Linked DNA regions of Mus musculus: region 2 is linked to region 1. The links are chromatin contacts, called in public Hi-C maps. All regions are on one chromosome and are shown on one strand. Each heading gives the region's core, a stretch centred on a gene start, on an enhancer-like site or on the middle of the called end of the contact. The rest is flanking DNA. Distances are from core to core; before and after follow the strand shown. Region 1 holds the start of Ube2v2 (ubiquitin-conjugating enzyme E2 variant 2). Region 2 has its middle 29 kb from the start of Gm41423.

Evidence for each region. Hi-C and Micro-C count contacts between places; a contact is called where the count stands out from the background.
Region 2: a contact with region 1 is called in a Hi-C map of uterus, with 4 times the contacts expected there. The contact joins the enhancer-like site here to the promoter of Ube2v2 in region 1. A contact is called at or near these places in 2 of 39 promoter capture datasets (the 3T3-L1 cell line and cranial neural crest), 1 of 484 Hi-C or Micro-C datasets (uterus) and 4 of 115 datasets of contacts at active chromatin or transcription factors (the NIH/3T3 cell line, embryonic forebrain, embryonic stem cells and 1 more).

What each region holds. Positions count from the first base shown.
Region 1 is chr16:15,593,243-15,595,813 of GRCm38.p6, forward strand. It overlaps Ube2v2 (ubiquitin-conjugating enzyme E2 variant 2), which reads right to left and starts at 1,276. Exons shown (of 4, transcript NM_023585.4): 1 at 1,218-1,276. The coding sequence starts at 1,233.
Region 2 is chr16:15,084,109-15,086,679 of GRCm38.p6, forward strand. It overlaps the pseudogene Gm46561. Among named protein-coding and RNA genes, the nearest start is that of Gm41423, 29 kb to the right of the region's middle. RefSeq lists an enhancer at 484-1,600. Within about 2 kb of position 1,288, at least 109 of the 459 cell types and tissues checked have an H3K27ac peak or open chromatin away from gene starts, as enhancers often do. A contact at or near this core is called in the NIH/3T3 cell line and uterus, where this site is marked.

The sequences.
Region 1 (2,571 bases), core at 26-2,525:
GAGGTCCTGAGTTCAATCCCCAGCAATCACAAGGTGGCTCACAGCCATCTGTAATGGAACCCAATGCCCTCTTCTAGTGTGTCTGAAGACAGCTACAGTGTACTCATATATATATAATAAATATTTTTAAAAAGAACAAATGCAATCACAAATTGACATTTTTCATATTACAATACACCATTTTATTAGTTTAATTTTAAGGTAGTGAGCACAACTCTTTAAAAAACATGGCACTAATAAGCACATATATTTCAAATAAGAAGTAAAGAGATTAAGGGTTATAACATTAAAAGATCACTTTTAAAATGAGCTTTGGTCTTGGACAGCTCTGATCTGACCACTGATGTATTTTCCAGAGGTAGAACTGCTAAAGATTTTATTGTCTATGGCACTCATACACATAAAGGTAAGATTTAAACAATATGAAAAATGTATATGAAGGCATTACCTTGAAATGTTAACAATCACAACATGCACTCAACCTCTTCCATTTCTACAACCTAGATTCAATAAGAACTAGAAAAAAAAATAAATCTTATGAATCATCATTTTTAAATGCTAAAACTCAACACTTTTAAACTGTTTTAATTTTTTTTGTCACCAAATTTCTAAACCCTGTTGGCATTTAAATTTCAAGTTTCTGCTCAAAGGCAACCGAACATTGTAGACAAGAGTAGAACACCTATCTAAGGTACCAACTGTCCTGCAATTAGCTTTCGTCTGGCTCAGTGTACTGTAGTTTTTCACTTAATTGAAAAAAAAAAAGAAGAAGAAGAAGAAGAAGAACACGCATTCGGCCACCTAAGTAAAATCGTCGCCCTCTTATTCCAGACAGCAGCCACCCTCCGGTTAGTCCTATCCTCCCGCACGTGTCTGTCTGGTGGACTCCCAGCCTAGATCCCCGGCTCCATCCAGGATGCCTCTCCGCCGTAGCCCCGTTGATGGGCAATGCCACCGCCACCGCGGGCCGCTCCAGCGCACTCCACCCTCGGCTCCGCTGCGGCGCCCAGATCTGCCGGTCCTCCCGCAGGGCCGCCGCGGGCGGTGGGCGCGCAGGCTCCCCGTCACCGCGAGCTCTGACACGCGCGTCCCGACCTCCCTACCGCCCGCCCCACCCCCTGCCCCTCGCGGGGCCCTCCGCACTGCGCACCCGCAGTCCCGCGCGGCCCGCCGGACAGAAAGCAGCGGGAGCGCGGCAGACCCGGCTAGGAACCGACCTGTGGAGACCGCCATCTTCTCCTGCTACCAGACGCACCACCGCACGCAGGGCGTCAACGTCACTTCCGGCAGCGCGTTGCTCTCCGTCATAGAGGGACCGATAGTGGGGATAGTGGGGACTGTATCAGGTTCCTGTTCCTGGCAAGCTTTGCCCCTGATGGTCTCTGGAACTGTTGGTTCATCGGTTGTCCTAATCAAAACACACACATAAAACTGGGTTGGGAGACTAAGGCAGCATGAGCTTAAAAAGTCTTTAAAAGATCTGAGATCTCCAATAGTGTCAGTGTGTCCAAGGGAAATTTTCCCTATGACTCCTCTTATTAAATATTGAAATAATGTCTAAACAAACGCTAACAGTTACATCACGAGCCGGGCGTGGTGGCGCACGCCTTTAATCCCAGCACTCGGGAGGCAGAGGCAGGCGGATTTCTGAGTTCGAGGCCAGCCTGGTCTACAAAGTGAGTTCCAGGACAGCCAGAGCTATAAAGAGAAACCCTGTCTCGAAAAACAAAGTTACATCACACCAAACCTGTTATTAATAATCAAGGTAAAACATGGGAATTCACAATTGTGTTGGGGAAAAAAAAAAAAAACTATTCCAAAAGGTTGGGCTGTGTTAGTGCAGGCTACGTTTAGGCTGTAGTTTTGCTCTGATGACACCAGAACCAAAAGTCCATCAGTAAAGAAAGCCACAGAAGAAACTCAAGCAAAACCGTGAAGCAAAAAGGGATGGAGAAAAGCAGCTTACCACCTTGCTTCTGAGAAGGCTAGGCTGACTCCATGACAGACTTCAAATTGACAGTTAAGGAGACTGGGCCTAAGAACTGGGAAAGTCCAGGCAAGCCCAGGCAAGTCAATTACTAATAGAAAAAAACCCAGGCTCCAGCCTTCATGCCCGATAATGGTTCTAGGATGCCTAGAGATAGAGTAAGATAAAACTCATCTTCCCCAGAATTCCAATGTGCTTTAAAGCAAGCATGCACACTCACTTAGTTGTCTCTCTGTTTTGGCAATGGGAGACTCCAACACGCTGGACTTCTGCAAAATAAAGCACTCTCTGAGTATACATACTATTTGAGTCCCAGGTGTCATTCTTCGGTGAATCATGGACCTTTACATTTCTATCTTACGTTCACCTACCTTATTTGGAGGAGTAAGCCCATGTACCTAAAGATGGTATACCCATACCCAACTGGATTCTCCTACAACAATTAGTGACTAAGAAAGTTCCCCCAGGTTTTTCTTTTCAGACATGCCCACAGGTTATTCTGACTAAGGCAAGTCTTAAATTGAGATTTCCTCTTTCCATTTGTGTCAAGTTCACAACAAAGATTATCTAATACAAGTCCATTC
Region 2 (2,571 bases), core at 38-2,537, 510 kb before region 1:
GCAACTAGGCCCTCAGAGGTGCACACATTGCCCCCCCTCCCCCCGGAGTTTCTTTTTAAAGTCTGCAAAACCAGTCCTTGCTTGTTAGGGAAGCTCTGTCAGTATCCCAGGATGATTCTGTCAGTAGAAGTTTCTAGACATGGCTGTTAGAATTGCTTGCTGTTGAACTGGAAACATATCTATCTACATTTCATTTTAATTATCGGCGATGACAGTCCAGGCTCTGCCATCATTTTGAATTTTCCCTCTCCACTGGCCATGTCAAAACGTCTTTGTCACGGTTTTACAATTGGCTGATTTCTACTTTCATGAGGTTCTGTAGGGAAAGGCTTTAAGGGCTCACATTCTCAGGATTGGATCCCCAGCTCTGGTAAACCAGGGTGAACCCTAAACCATGGCCAGCCACGCCCTAGGAAGCCCTGTGCCCCAGGAGACAACCAGCGGAGGGCCAGGGCACAGAGCTTGGGGACCACAGCTGAATAGACACGTCCAACCTTCTACACAGAGATTCACACATGCCCTTAGCGTCGTGAACTGCAAAAGCATCTTGTTTCCAATTCTACTGTAGATAATAAAATTAGCTCCCAAATTACCAGAAACTGGAACAAGTAAACACAAAGGCAGGAGCTGGGTTGCCAAGCCTCCCCTTCCCGGCCCAGCAGAGATGAGCTGTGGCTTTGGAGCTGTTTAAATCTAAAGCAAAGCTTCTGTTTTTCTAAGTCACAGTGCTGACCCTGAGCAGATAAAGCACGCTCAGTGACATGGGGAGCAGAGCGGTTATTTTCCAGCAGGGCCAATCTGTTTACATCAGGAAATCCAGCCTGGGCGCACCGGGGCAGCGCGGAGGCGGCCCGGGAGCCGGCCTCCCTCGCGCTCGCCGCCGCGCTGCGCTGGCCCCTGGCGCTCGGCGGCTGACTCCATCCAGATGTGCCGCGGCTCCAGAGTGGCTGCCTCGCGCAGTAAATGGGCATCCGAGGCTCGTCAATCCCGGCCAGAGCAATTGCGGTCTCGCGGGCCGCCCCGCTGGCACGCGGAAACGCGCGATCCAGAGGGGACCGTGGCGGGGAAAGGGGGGAAACAGGGGCGAGGGGGAAGGGCAGCGCACCCCGGCTCAGAGAGGCGCGCTAATGACCGACCCGGGAAATGTGCCTAATACATTTGTACATTTCCTTGTAAATGTTTTACACTTTGAAAGAAAGGAGAACGCTGTATATCATTTGGAAATGTTGGCTGTCTATAGGTCCCTGTGGATATCACGGGGTTAGTACCGCTTGTAACAAGAGCAAGAGAAACATAAAAAAGTTGGGAAACACCGCCAATTAGTCATTACCAGGAGACTGTAAAAACAAGAGAAAGAGAAAGAGGAGGGAGGAGAAGAAATCAAAGAAGAAATCGCCCCGGGGGGGGGGGAAAGAGAAGAAACTAGATGAAGTTTTTGTGGTGTTCTCGGAATTGAATTGGGAAGCAGAACAGCTGGCGGCTTTCTAATCAGGAGCAACCTGCAAACCAGCCAGTTCCAGGGTGCGGACCTTCAGGAGGAGGGGCTGAGATTTCCCAAACTATACCTATTTGCTGTCCCTATAAAACTTGAGCTGGGTCAGTGGGCAGGCAGTGCGCTTTGGAGCAGAACCCAGTTGTGCAAAATCCAAGTCAGACATTTATTTCTGATCTCCTGCCGCCTACACAGTTGTTACTAGCTGAGTCGTAATAAAAAGAAGACAGGAACCATTTTTTTTACAACCCTAGACTTCTACCAACCACCCCCTAGCTCAAGCAGTCTGTCTGTGCCATGCTTGCTCGAAGTGTTTTTAGTTTTACAGTAATTTTGATGTTTCATGATTGATTTTTGTTACTACTTTATTTTTGTTTTGGGTGGCTCCTCTCTCTCTCTCTCTCTCTCTCTCTCTCTCTCTCTCTCTCTCTCTCTCTCTCTCTCTCTCTTTGTTTCCCCATCTGTCAGCTTTTTAGTCAGACTCAAGAATCTAAGACCATGGACTGATGAGATGGCTCAGCAGTTAAGAACACTGACTGCTCTTCCGAAGGTCCTGAGTTCAAATCCCAGCAACCATGTGGTGGCTCACAACCACCCTTCATGAGATCTGACACCTTCTTCTGGCGCATCAGAAGACAGCTACCATCAGAAGACAGCTATCATCAGAAGACAGCTACAGTGTACTTATTTATAATAATAAATAAATATTTGGGCTGGAGTGAGTGGGGTTGACCGGAGCGAGCAGGGCAGATTGGAATGAGTGAGGTCCTACAAAATAGAATTCTCAACAACCACATGAAGGCTCACAACCATCTGTACAGAGCTACAGTGTACTCATATACATAAAATAAATCTTAAAAAAAAAAGAATCTAAGAACATACAGCATCACAGATCTGGTTGAGCCTTCCCATTCTTAACTATGTTGACCTATTTCAATACCCACAAAAATATGGTATACGGCAACTATAAAGTTCATCCAAAGACTTGCGCTCTTTCTTTCAAAGAGGAACTGGGATAGTAGTTGAATTTCCTTGGGTGTGGTGGGAACAGGTTGCTAGGAAGCTGGATCTAGTCCTCC